Regions from separate parts of the Zea mays genome. Here region 1 is linked to region 2. Evidence: chromatin contacts called from public Hi-C data. All regions are on one chromosome and are shown on one strand. The core of a region is the stretch at or near the end of the contact, and the rest is flanking DNA. Distances in the headings are between cores, read along the strand shown.

Evidence for each region. A called contact is a pair of places that touch in the nucleus more often than the background predicts.
Region 1: a contact with region 2 is called in a Hi-C map of ear, with 3 times the contacts expected there. The contact joins the promoter of LOC100383797 here to the promoter of LOC103631923 in region 2. A contact is called at or near these places in 3 of 25 Hi-C or Micro-C datasets (ear and leaf).

What each region holds. Positions count from the first base shown.
Region 1 is chr7:4,183,928-4,189,614 of Zm-B73-REFERENCE-NAM-5.0, forward strand. LOC100383797 reads right to left here and starts at 3,173. Exons shown (of 2, transcript NM_001368210.1): 1 at 646-3,173; 2 at 1-387. The coding sequence starts at 2,536.
Region 2 is chr7:4,013,466-4,018,864 of Zm-B73-REFERENCE-NAM-5.0, forward strand. LOC103631923 reads left to right here and starts at 1,630. Exons shown (of 1, transcript NM_001371230.1): 1 at 1,630-2,285. The coding sequence starts at 1,652. The coding sequence ends at 2,014. It also overlaps the pseudogene LOC115208754.

The sequences.
Region 1 (5,687 bases), core at 1,923-4,422, 170 kb after region 2:
CGGAACATTCGTCGCCGTCGCCGCTGCCGGGAACCTCGTCTCCTTGCCCTGCAGCTGCAGCGGCAGCGGCTGGCTTGGGGAGCTCGCCGAGCATCTGCACCACCTCCCGCATCGTGGGGCGCTGCACGCTCTGCTCCTCCACGCAGAGGAGCGCGACGCAGAACACGTGCGCCACCTCGTGCACCGGCACGCTCGACAGCCTGGGGTCCATGACCTTGACCACCTGCTCCTTGCTCGCGCCCGCCGTCGTCGACCTGACCCAGTGGACGATGTCCACGCCGTCCCCGAACTCGCCTACCGGCTTCTTTCCCGTTACCAGCTCCAGGAGCACCACGCCGAAGCTGTACACGTCGCTCTTCTCGTCCACCTTGAGGGTGTATGCGTACTCTGTACATCCACAAGGTAGCGATCCGATGAAGGATTAGTTGATTTTCAGATTATAAGTTGTATATTTCTGACATATCAGAACAAGGAAACAAACTTTAGCGAGCCATAAATAAAGGGATGCTATGTTTCATTAGCTAAAGGGGGCCAAGTAGTAACAGACAGCAACATGTTTACCACTATATGAGATAAACAAGCATCAACTGTATTCAGAATTAATCTGTAGACAACTGTGAACTGTAATAAGGATAGAAATTTTACCTGGGGCAATATAGCCATAGGAGCCAGCAATGGCAGACATACACTGTGATGCGCCAGAGTCCTGCAAGAACTTGGCGAGCCCGAAATCAGCAACGTGTGCTTCGAAATCGGAATCAAGCAGGATGTTGTTCGATTTAACATCGCGGTGCAGGATCGGCGGCGAGCAATCGTGGTGCAGGTAGCTGAGCCCCTTGGCGGCCTCGACGGCGATCTTGTAGCGAGTGTCCCAGTGGAGATGGCCACCTTTCTTGCCATGGAGCAGCTCCCCCAGGCTCCCGTTGGGCATGAACTCGTACACCAGGAGATTCGTCTCGTTGTTCGAGCAGAAGCCGAGCAACCTCACGATGTAGCGGTGTCGGATCCTCCCGAGGGTTTGTATCTCTGCAGAGAACCCGTGGTCGTGTGACGAGCCACGGCTCATCGACGAAAGCCGCTTCACTGCGACATGCTCACCGTCCGGCATCGTCCCCTTGTACACGATCCCGGCTCCACCTTTGCCGATGATGTTCTCCTCCTTCAGACTGTCTAGCACGTCGTCGCAGGTGAACTCGAGGCGCTGGAACGCAGTGAGCCTCCAAGCGCGTGCCTCGCTGGCTTTCTTCAGTGACCGGGCCTTCAAGATCGCCATGGCAGCAAACGCAATGGAGCAGACAAGTAAGCCGAGGACGATTAGCAGCTTGAAGGTATTGGACATGCCGCCATAGGTGTGTGCATCATGGCCCGTGCCGGCGCCGCCAGAATGGCATGGTCCAAGGTACGGCCCACACAACCCCGGGTTGCCGACGAAGGATGTGGCATTGAAGTAGCTGAACTGCCCAGTCGCCGGCACGAGCCCGGACAGGTTGTTGTAGGAGAAGTCCACGGCCGTGAGGCTCTGCATCGCAGCAATGGTTGCCGGTATCTCTCCACCGAGGTGGTTCCGGGACAGGTTCAGGTAGTTGAGGATTCGCATGCCGGAGATGGCCGGCGGTATCTCCCCGGACAGGTTGTTCCGGCTGAGGTCCAGGTAGGTGAGCAACCGGCACTTCCCGATCTCTGGCGGCACACCGCCGTCAAGCGTGTTGCCGCTCAGGTCAGCCTTAGACAACTGCTGCAGCCGCCCGATCTCCGGCGGTACTGCGCCGGTGAATGCATTCTGGTCGAGAAGCAGTTTTTGCAAACCTGAGAACTTCCCGATGGACGCCGGCAGTGCGCCGGTGAGCTGGTTGTTGGAGAGAGTGATCGCCCCCAGATTCGGCGCACCGGTGCCGGAAACCGCCGGGAAGCCGCCGGACAGGAGGTTGTCCTGCAGCTCAACCTGCGTCAGATTCGGCAGCTCAAAGAGACCATCCGGGATGGAACCGTTCAGGTAGTTCTCGCCGAGGCGGATGCGGGAGAGTGCCTCGCATTTCCCCAGTGGTTCAGGGATTGAGCCAAAGAGGAAGTTGCCGAGCGCGATGAGGGTCTCCAGCTTGCCACCGGCGCATAGCTCCGGCGGGAGGGTGCCGGTGAGCCTGTTGGACGAGAGGTCGACCAGCTGGAGCCGTCCATTGCGGCCGAGCCGGCGCGGGATGCCGCCGGTGAAGTTGTTCTCCCAGAGCTGCAGCACCTCGAGGCTGGGCAGGTCGCCGACGAGCTCCGGTATGCTGCCTCTCAGCTTGTTGCGGAAGAGGTTGAGCAAAGTGAGGTTCCTGAGCGCCGCGAAGCTCGCTGGGATCTCGCCGGTGAGCGCGTTGTTGGACAGGTCGAGCGAGCTGAGGCTCTTGAGCCGGCCCAGCTCCGGCGGGATGGCGCCGGCGAGCCCGTTCACCTGCAGGAAGAGCGTGTCGAGGTTGGCGAGGTTCCCGAGCTCCGGCGGAATCTCGCCGGAGAGCCCGCAGTTGGCGGCGTCGAGGCGGACGAGATCCGTCATGTTGCCGAGCTCCGGGGGTAGGCCGCTGGAGTAGCTGTTGTAGTAGCCAATGTAGAGCTCCCTGAGGGTGGTGAGGCCGCCGAGCTCCGGAGGAATCCTCCCCGACAGCTCGTTCCCGGAGACGGCGAGGTACTGCAGCCTCCGCCAGCGGCCGTACTCGGGCGGGATCTCGCCGGAGAAGAAGTTGCCGCCGAGGTGGAGGTGGCGGAGCACCGGCAGGCCCACGACCGCGAGCGGGAGCGGGCCGGTGAGGTTGTTGTTGTAGAGGTCGAGCACGCGGAGCGCCCGCAGGCGCGCGAGCGGCGGCGGGAAGGTGCCGTTGAGCACGTTGTTGGAGAGGTTGAGGTGGGTGAGGGACTGGAGCCGGGACAGCGGCGCCGGGATGGGGCCGCAGAGCGCGTTCGCGGCGAGGTCGAGGCGCGCGAGGTGCGCGAGGCGGGACAGCGCCGTGGGCACCGGGCCCGAGAGGTTGCGGCCGGAGAGGTCGAGGCCGATGACCGCGGCGCGCGCGTTGCACGTCACGCCGGACCACGCGCAGGCGCCGGTGCTGGTGGCGTTCGTCCAGGACGCGAGCGCGCCGGCCGGGTCCGACAGCACCGCCTTCGCCGCCAGCAGCGCGTCCGCATCCGAGCCAGCCGCGGCCGCGCCACCGGCAGCACCCGCCACCGCGGCGGCGGTGGCGAGGAAGGTGAGGAGGAGGAGGAGGAGGAGGCGCATTGGCATTGGGTTCGTTCGAGGCTCCGTCTCCGTCGGGAGAGTGGAGACAAGGGAGTGAGGCCGCGGCCCGCGAGAAAAGGAGAGAGCTTTATGATAGGCTGACTGGTCGTTCTTGGATGAAGCAACACACACTGACACACCTACTCAGTAGGCCGCTAGAGCGGCTATAAAAAAAAGCATGTGATTCCTGGTTGGATTTTCTAGAGAGGAAAAGGTGTTCTTTTGAGAAACTTGTCTTTTCCTTCTTTTTCTTAGAAAAAAAACTGTTCTTTTGAGTAGGAGCACCGAGCACTTGTCTTTTGTTGGTTGATTTGGTAGGTTTTTCTGTAACATTCTTTACTTTTTTTTCGGATGGGACAGGTGTGATTTAGAATTTGTTTATGAAAGTTGCCTTTCTGGGTTGGTACGTGTTTACAACCAGGATCCGGGATCCAGTGCAGTTTGCTTCATGTCATAAACTAATAATGGGTTCCAGCAATGCAATTGTTTGTTTGCAAAGGATTGTTGATAGCTTCAAGAGAACAAAAGGTGGTTAAAAAGCTTGGAGAGAGGGATTTATCGCCGCCTCCAGTTAAGAGTTTTTTCCCCTTATAACCCGCTTATTTTATTCTGACAAATTTAATATGAAACTATCTGATAAAGAGAAAATAGATCTGTTGTCTCGGTCTATCAAAAAAAATTAAAAATAAATTTTTATTTGTATTAAAAAAGAATATAAGTAAAATGGATAACTTTGTAAATGTTCCCGACAGATGAAGAAACAGATTGTTTCCTTATTGATTTTATTGTCACAATAATAAGGTCTCGTTTGGTTTGAGGAACTAAAGATTATTCCATCTATTTTAGTCATATTTAGTCTCTAAATTGTCGAACTGTAGGATTAAAATAGAGACTAAATTGTTTTAGTCTCAAGTCTTTCCAGGGACGACTAAAAAAGACTAAACCATATAAATCCCAGTTTTTATCCACCTTTATTTCAGTTACGCTAATAGAGAAAGAATGCTAAGAGATATTTTAGTAATTTTATGATTTATTTAATATTTTTTTGAATACTTTTAGTTCCTATAACCAAATATGATTGTGACTAAAATTTAGTCTTCTAACTAAACTTTAGTCACTGGACTAAAGAACCAAACGGAGTCTACTTTTCTAATAAAAGAAAGCTCCAACCTCTGTCGTCCGAGTGTAGTCAACCGCAAAACAAGCCACGAGATTTTGATGTGCTTACAAACAAGTCGGAAATTTAAAAAAAAACAACAAAGTTTAAGTCTAGTTTTTAAAAATCTAGTTTCTATCTTCAGTTTATAAAAGCTGTTTTATAGAAGAAAATCTAGTTTTTAAGAATCTTTACAATTCCAATAATTTATAAAAAGATAAAGGTACTGTTACGTATAGTCAGATCTGCAGCTATGTTTACAATAAAAAGTATACTACATGACTATTCTAACGACATTTATTACACATTACAAACATTAACATTTTCCGGTTTACATAAGGTTAAAGTAAAAGAAAAGACCTTTTGCTTCTCGGAAAGCTGGCGCATATATGCTTTTCGGGACCGGCGGGGTCTGAGGGAAAGACAGAGCAGATGGAATCTTGCGTCAGAAGCATGGGTGCATCCAAATCATAGTAGTTGGTCCTGCATTTGCACACCCGTTTCACCAGTGGATGTGGATTGTTCCGGCACGCCGTCGGCTTCCATCCCATCCCATGCTGCACCGGCGGACCACCTGTATAACGTAACGACAGGCACAGCGATCCCCCGTTCGCTCTCAGGGCAGTATGGATCTCTACGGTGCAAGAACAGAGAGGGAGAGTATCGAGCCAGCTTATAACCTCGACTAGTCTGAGTTCGAGCTAGGTCTGACTCGACTCGTTAAGCTAACAAGCTAAATAGTTATCTTGAGCTGACTCATTTAGCTCGAGAGTCAGAGTAGAAAAAAAAATATATAAAGAATAATTAATTTATAGTTAATTTTAAACTAATTTAATAATATAAAAATAATAATTATACTCATAGTTTCACAGACCAGATACATGAAATTAACACAACTCGTCACTCATCAATTTACAATACACACAGGTTCATCAGTTTAACCCGCAGTTATATTCGCATAGACCAAGACACGGCTCATCAATAATTAGTTTATCTCGTAGGACATAAACACCAACATGTTCATCGATTGTTACGTATACGATATGTGTATAGCTTCTCTTTGTTGAAATGTGATAGATTGTTTGGTTAACGAACCAAGTTAAAATATCAGTTTAGCTCGTGAAAAAAAAATTCAAATGAGAGAATGAGCCACGAACATTTCATCCAAAAAAAAAACCTCCTCCAGCTGCCAGCCATCCCACTGGCAGCCCTGAGCCAGGCCCAGCCGCAGTGCAGCAGCCCTTACCAGAAATTCTGGTCCGTCCGTGTGCCACCCAT
Region 2 (5,399 bases), core at 380-2,879:
TATCCATAAAATACCATACCATTATGATATGGATATCTTGATGAGAGGGACTCATTATCTCTCTCTCTATATATATAAACACCTATATATCAAACAGGCATAAAGAAAAAACAGATGATTTTTTTTCTGAAGTAGAGTGACAGAAGCAGAAGTGTGAGTCTTTTTGTTTCAATTTTATAATGTGTAAAGAAAATGACGCCAATGAAATATGTGTCTGGGCTGACGTGTTGTTTGGTGAAAGCCAATTTTGTTGTATATAGGGGGGCCAGAGCCCAGTTGTATTTGTTGCCGGGACTGGCGCAAAAAAAAATCCCCTTGGATATGACTAGATTTCCTTATAACGAACTAGGAACTTCATGTTAAGGTCGATTAGGATTTAGGACTCCATCGGCAATCTATTCTACGGGCTATATGAGGAGGGATAGGGGTCCCCTAAGTGACATTCCACACAACTCATCATAGAACTAGAATCCAACGGCCTGTAACCCAAGTGCATAGCATAAAGAGAAGCTTTCTGCACTGGATGTAGTGTACTTTATACTTGAAACTTGTATAAATTTGTGTCTTTTATACTCCCTCAGTTTGAAATATAGTTCTTTCTAGCCTCTTTTTTTCCGTCCACACTCATTTGAATGATAATAAATATAGATATACATACAAACTATATTCATAGGTTAATTAATAAATGTATATTTAGTCTAAAATGAAATATATTTTACCCATCGTATTCCTTATGCATGAAATGTTGATCTACTTGTCTGATGGAAAAATACTACGACGTTGTTGTACCAGACCGCACCTAAATCAAACTGTTTTCAGAGATGGCCATTCTATTATTGTAGATTTGTGATACGTACGATGTACTTTTTTATCCATAAAATACCGTACCATTATGATATGGATATCTTGATGAGAGGGACTCATTATCTCTCTCTATATATATAAACACCTATATATCAAACAGGCATCAAGAAAAATAGATGATTTTTTTTTCTGAAGTAGAGTGACAGAAGCAGCTGAAGTGTGAGTCTTTTTGTTTCAATTTTATAATGTGTAAAGAAAATGACGCCAATGAAATATGTGTCTGGGCTGACGTGTTGTTTGGTGAAAGCCAATTTTGTTGTATATAGGGGGGCCAGAGCCCAGTTGTATTTGTTGCCCGGACTGGCGCCAAAAAAAAAAATCCGGATAGTACTATTCCGCTAACTGTGTCACACTTTATCTAAAATTAGTCATCCAAATTAAAGAACTAACCTTAGATACAAAAAATTAAACAAAGTATGACAAGTTAGGTAGCAAACTAAACTAAAGAGGATAACACAACAGTTAACCGTCGACGTGCGCGGCCTGAATTTACTACTACAGATAACACGACAGTTAACGAGCGGGTATGGGTTGTTTTCCTTGAGCACTGTTGTTCTCTAGAATCTCTGAATCTCTCTCTGTCTTGATGACACCGAGCGGAAATAGCAGTTGGAAGAGGTGATTGGGCTTCAGCGCGCGATCCAACCCAAGTGGGTTCCACAACGTGAACCTCATGCAGCTTAAAATACAGCCAGTTGTGATCCATCTGCCACAGCTGTTTCTACCTCAGATGTGCTACACAGTGTATTACCTGTTTCTACCTCGCAGATGTGCTACACAGTTGCTTATGACTGCCTATAAAATGGCCGGGATCGGTGAGGCTGCTGGAACCAAGGAGAGAGAGCATATATATCCACCGATCATGATGAAGGGTGGCAGCAAGAAGGAAGTGGCCGGTGCGGCGGCGGTGGTGGCCATACTGCTGGTTCTGCAGCTGATGGCAGCTCCACCGACGGCCATGGCCGCCCGCTCGCCGCGCGGAGCCGTGCCGGATGGCTCCCTCGCCACGACGCCCAAGGTGACGATGCTGTCAGCCACGCTGTGCTACACGGGGGAGACATGCAAATACATTACCTGCCTCACTCCTGCTTGCTCCTGTAACTATGATGATCGTCGCTGCTACATCATATTTACTCCTGCTGCTGCTTGAGGCCATTCTGTGTACGTGAATGAAGCCACTACTACTCTCACACAGCATGCGCCGGCCGACGACGTGCGTACGTATATATATACGCTCTACCTCGTGAGCTTTTGTTCGAGTGATACGTGTTTCAAGGCATCCATCCATCCATGGATGCTTATGTACGTATATGTGTTAGTCGTGTGTCAGGCAACCGGGCAGCAGAAGGGGGTGTTGTATTATATATATTTACGTCTTCTGGTGATTAAATAATAAAGGGGGGCATGTTGGATGTGTGCAAGGCATATCTGTAGAGCAATTTTATTGCTCGCACTGCCATAATGGCAAAAATCCAAAAATCTTATGCCTGGATTTTATTCAAACGAAAAAAGCAACACCAAAATTGTTAGCAAGCAAGATGCTGATCAATATATGAAGGATTTGACCACGCCTTGAGAGCACAACCTGACCTGCTATTTCTATTGTTTTGCCAATGATTAGCATCCATCGTATTACATATACTGCAAAAACTAAAAGGAAGGAAAACACATGTTTGTGTTATGAATCAATACGACACAAAGTATATCAAACACAGAGAAGACACAGACTTAACGTCGAAAACCCCTCTAAAACGAAGGGGAAAAACCACGGGCGCTGACTAGTAACAATATCACTATTTTTCGGGTGATTACAGATCGCAGGAGATTTACAATGAGGTGATGATTTCCTGCGGATTGTAAGTGTATTTATAGAGACGAAACCCTAAGGTGAGTAGGGAACGATCTGTACCGCAGGGGGCGGAGCGCCGGAGCCCCCCACACCCTCCTAGGCGTCCCTGGGATGTGGGCCGAAAGCCAATTGGCATCGCTACGCTCTGGCCCAAGCCTCAGTTTCGCTTGCCAATTTGGATGCCTTCTTCAGAATTTGGATCACAAACTCCACCTTGAGACAAATTCTTTGTAGTATCCTAATAGCAAACTCCACCTCACACAATGCATCATCATCATGCCGACGCCAACAGCCACTAGGGACTAATTTGTAATACCAATTAACCTTGAGCATAGCTCAAACTTAGCAACAGGAACATGTTTCGTCATCATATCATCAGGATTATCATGAGTACTGATCTTGCATACCTTCACCAAACCCGATGTAATTTCGGATGGTCTGAGCAAAAATGCAGAGAGCCGCTATCTGTTTGGTCTTTTCTGTTTATATTGATTATTCAGTCTGCCAACCGATCAACCCGCCTCTATCACGAACGGCGCCATGACGAGCACGACGTGCGCACCGTTCGGGAGCGAGAAGACCGGGCACGATCACACGCGCAAGCGCGCTTTTACGCAGGCGTCTAACCCGGCGATCAGGACAAGCCCCTGACTCAGCCGCTTATTACAACTATACTGAAATGAAACGTAAGCCAACAGAGAACTGAAACTATATAACAGTGCACCCCAGAACAATCCCGCTCCTTCTTCTCCGACGCCTCCTGGGTCTCCCTGACCTAGACAGGAGCGTGAAGATACCACCGGCAGTTAAGGCGTGCATCCTCGACGATGCTGTGGCACGCGACATCGGCGTGGGGCAACCGCTCAGTAATGGCAGAAGTTCTCTGCTCCGAAGCCGAGTCGGCGGCGAGAGGTTCCTGTGGGCTTGTTGCAGTGGTAGTAGCAGCACTACTGCTGGTACCTCTGGCATCATACTCACATGGCACATTGCCACATGCATCCTCGAGGTGAGGCATCCATACCAGTGTGGCGGCGGCGGCTGCCAAGAACAGCTGAACCGTCACAAGATCGCTGCCACTCACCTCTCACGCTACTGCGCGTACCTGATGGCCTGGTATCCGGACCTGCTCCCTGACCATGAGGAGTGGAGCACCGCCCTGTATGAGACGGTGAAGGACGACGCTAGGCGTGCCCTCGCAGGGTGCAGCGCCGGCTGTGCTGCGGTACTGGGACCAGAGGCCGAGTATGTGAGCAGGCCAGTGATCCAGTCGCTGAGCGTCTACTCCAGGCACGAGGGGCTCAGGAAAGGCGTCGTGCTTGGAAAGCAGCTGGTGGAGCTGATGGAAGGCGAGGAAACTGCGTGGATGGTGCTGGCGGAATTCTGGTCGGAGATGATCCTGTACGTCGCTGCCTCGGACATTGCATTGCACGGGGTGGTGAGCTGATAACGCTGCTCTGGGCGTTGCTCTCCCATGTTGGGATCGGGAGTCGGCCTTGTTGAGTTTGTGATCTAAATTCTGAAGAAGGCGACCAAATTGACAAGCGAAGCAGAGGCCCATCGTCGAGCTGTTTTTCAAGCACGACGTCTTTCCTACTCGTTTTAAGGTTTCAACTCTATAAACATCTTTGTAAGCCGCAGGAGATAGTCATCTCATTTGTAAATCTCCTACGATCTGTAACCACCCGAAAATAGTGAGATTGTTGCTGGCCGGCGTCCGTGGGTTTTTCCCCTTCGCCTTGAAGGGGTTTTCCACGTTAAATTTGTGTCTTCTCTGTGATTGATTTTCTTTGTGTCATATTCATTCTTAACAAGTGGTATCGGAGCTAGTTGTTTGGTGATCGGTGTGCTAGGGTTTCCTGCCGGCGCACAGATGTCGATGACAATGAAGTACGATCTTCCGCTGCTGGATCTCGACACGTGTTTCTCGCTGTGGCAGGTGAAGATGTGGGCGATTCTCTCGTAGTCTGATCGCGACCTGGATGATGCCCTAGATGGATTTGGCAACAAGGACGCCAGGACATGGACTGATGAGGAAAGGCACAAGGATCATAAGGCGTTCGCACATATTCACCTTCATCTGTCTAACAATATCCTGCATGAGGTTCTGACGGAGAAAACCGCCACTGCTCTTTGGTTGAAGCTGGAGTCGATCTGTATGTCAAAGGATCTGACCAGCAAGATGCATGTCAAAATGAAGTTGTTCTCCCACAAGTTGGAGGAAGGAGGCTCCATTCTGACGCACATATCGGTGTTTAAGGAGATCGCGGCCGATCTGACGTCTATGGAGGTAAAGTTTGATGATGAAGACCTAGCTCTTCTTCTCCTGTGTTCCCTCCCTGCATCGTTTAGCAATTTTTGAGATACCATCCTATACAGTCGTGATACTCTAACCGTGGCTGAAGTGTATGAAGCTTTGACTGCGAAAGAAAAGATGAGACAGATGGTTAACTCGGAAGATGCTGCTGGCTCGAGTGGAGAAGCTTTGTATGTCCATGGCCGCACTGAGCAGAAAAAGTCCAACTCAGGTGGCAAAGGAAAGGGAAAGAACTAGAGGGGTCGCTCCAAGTCAAGGGGCCCATCCGATGAATTATTTTGCAAATACTGCAAGAAGACGAACCATGTAATTGAGAACTGTTACAAACTGCAGAACAAGGGAGAAGAGGAACAAGGAGAAGGGTAAGAACGG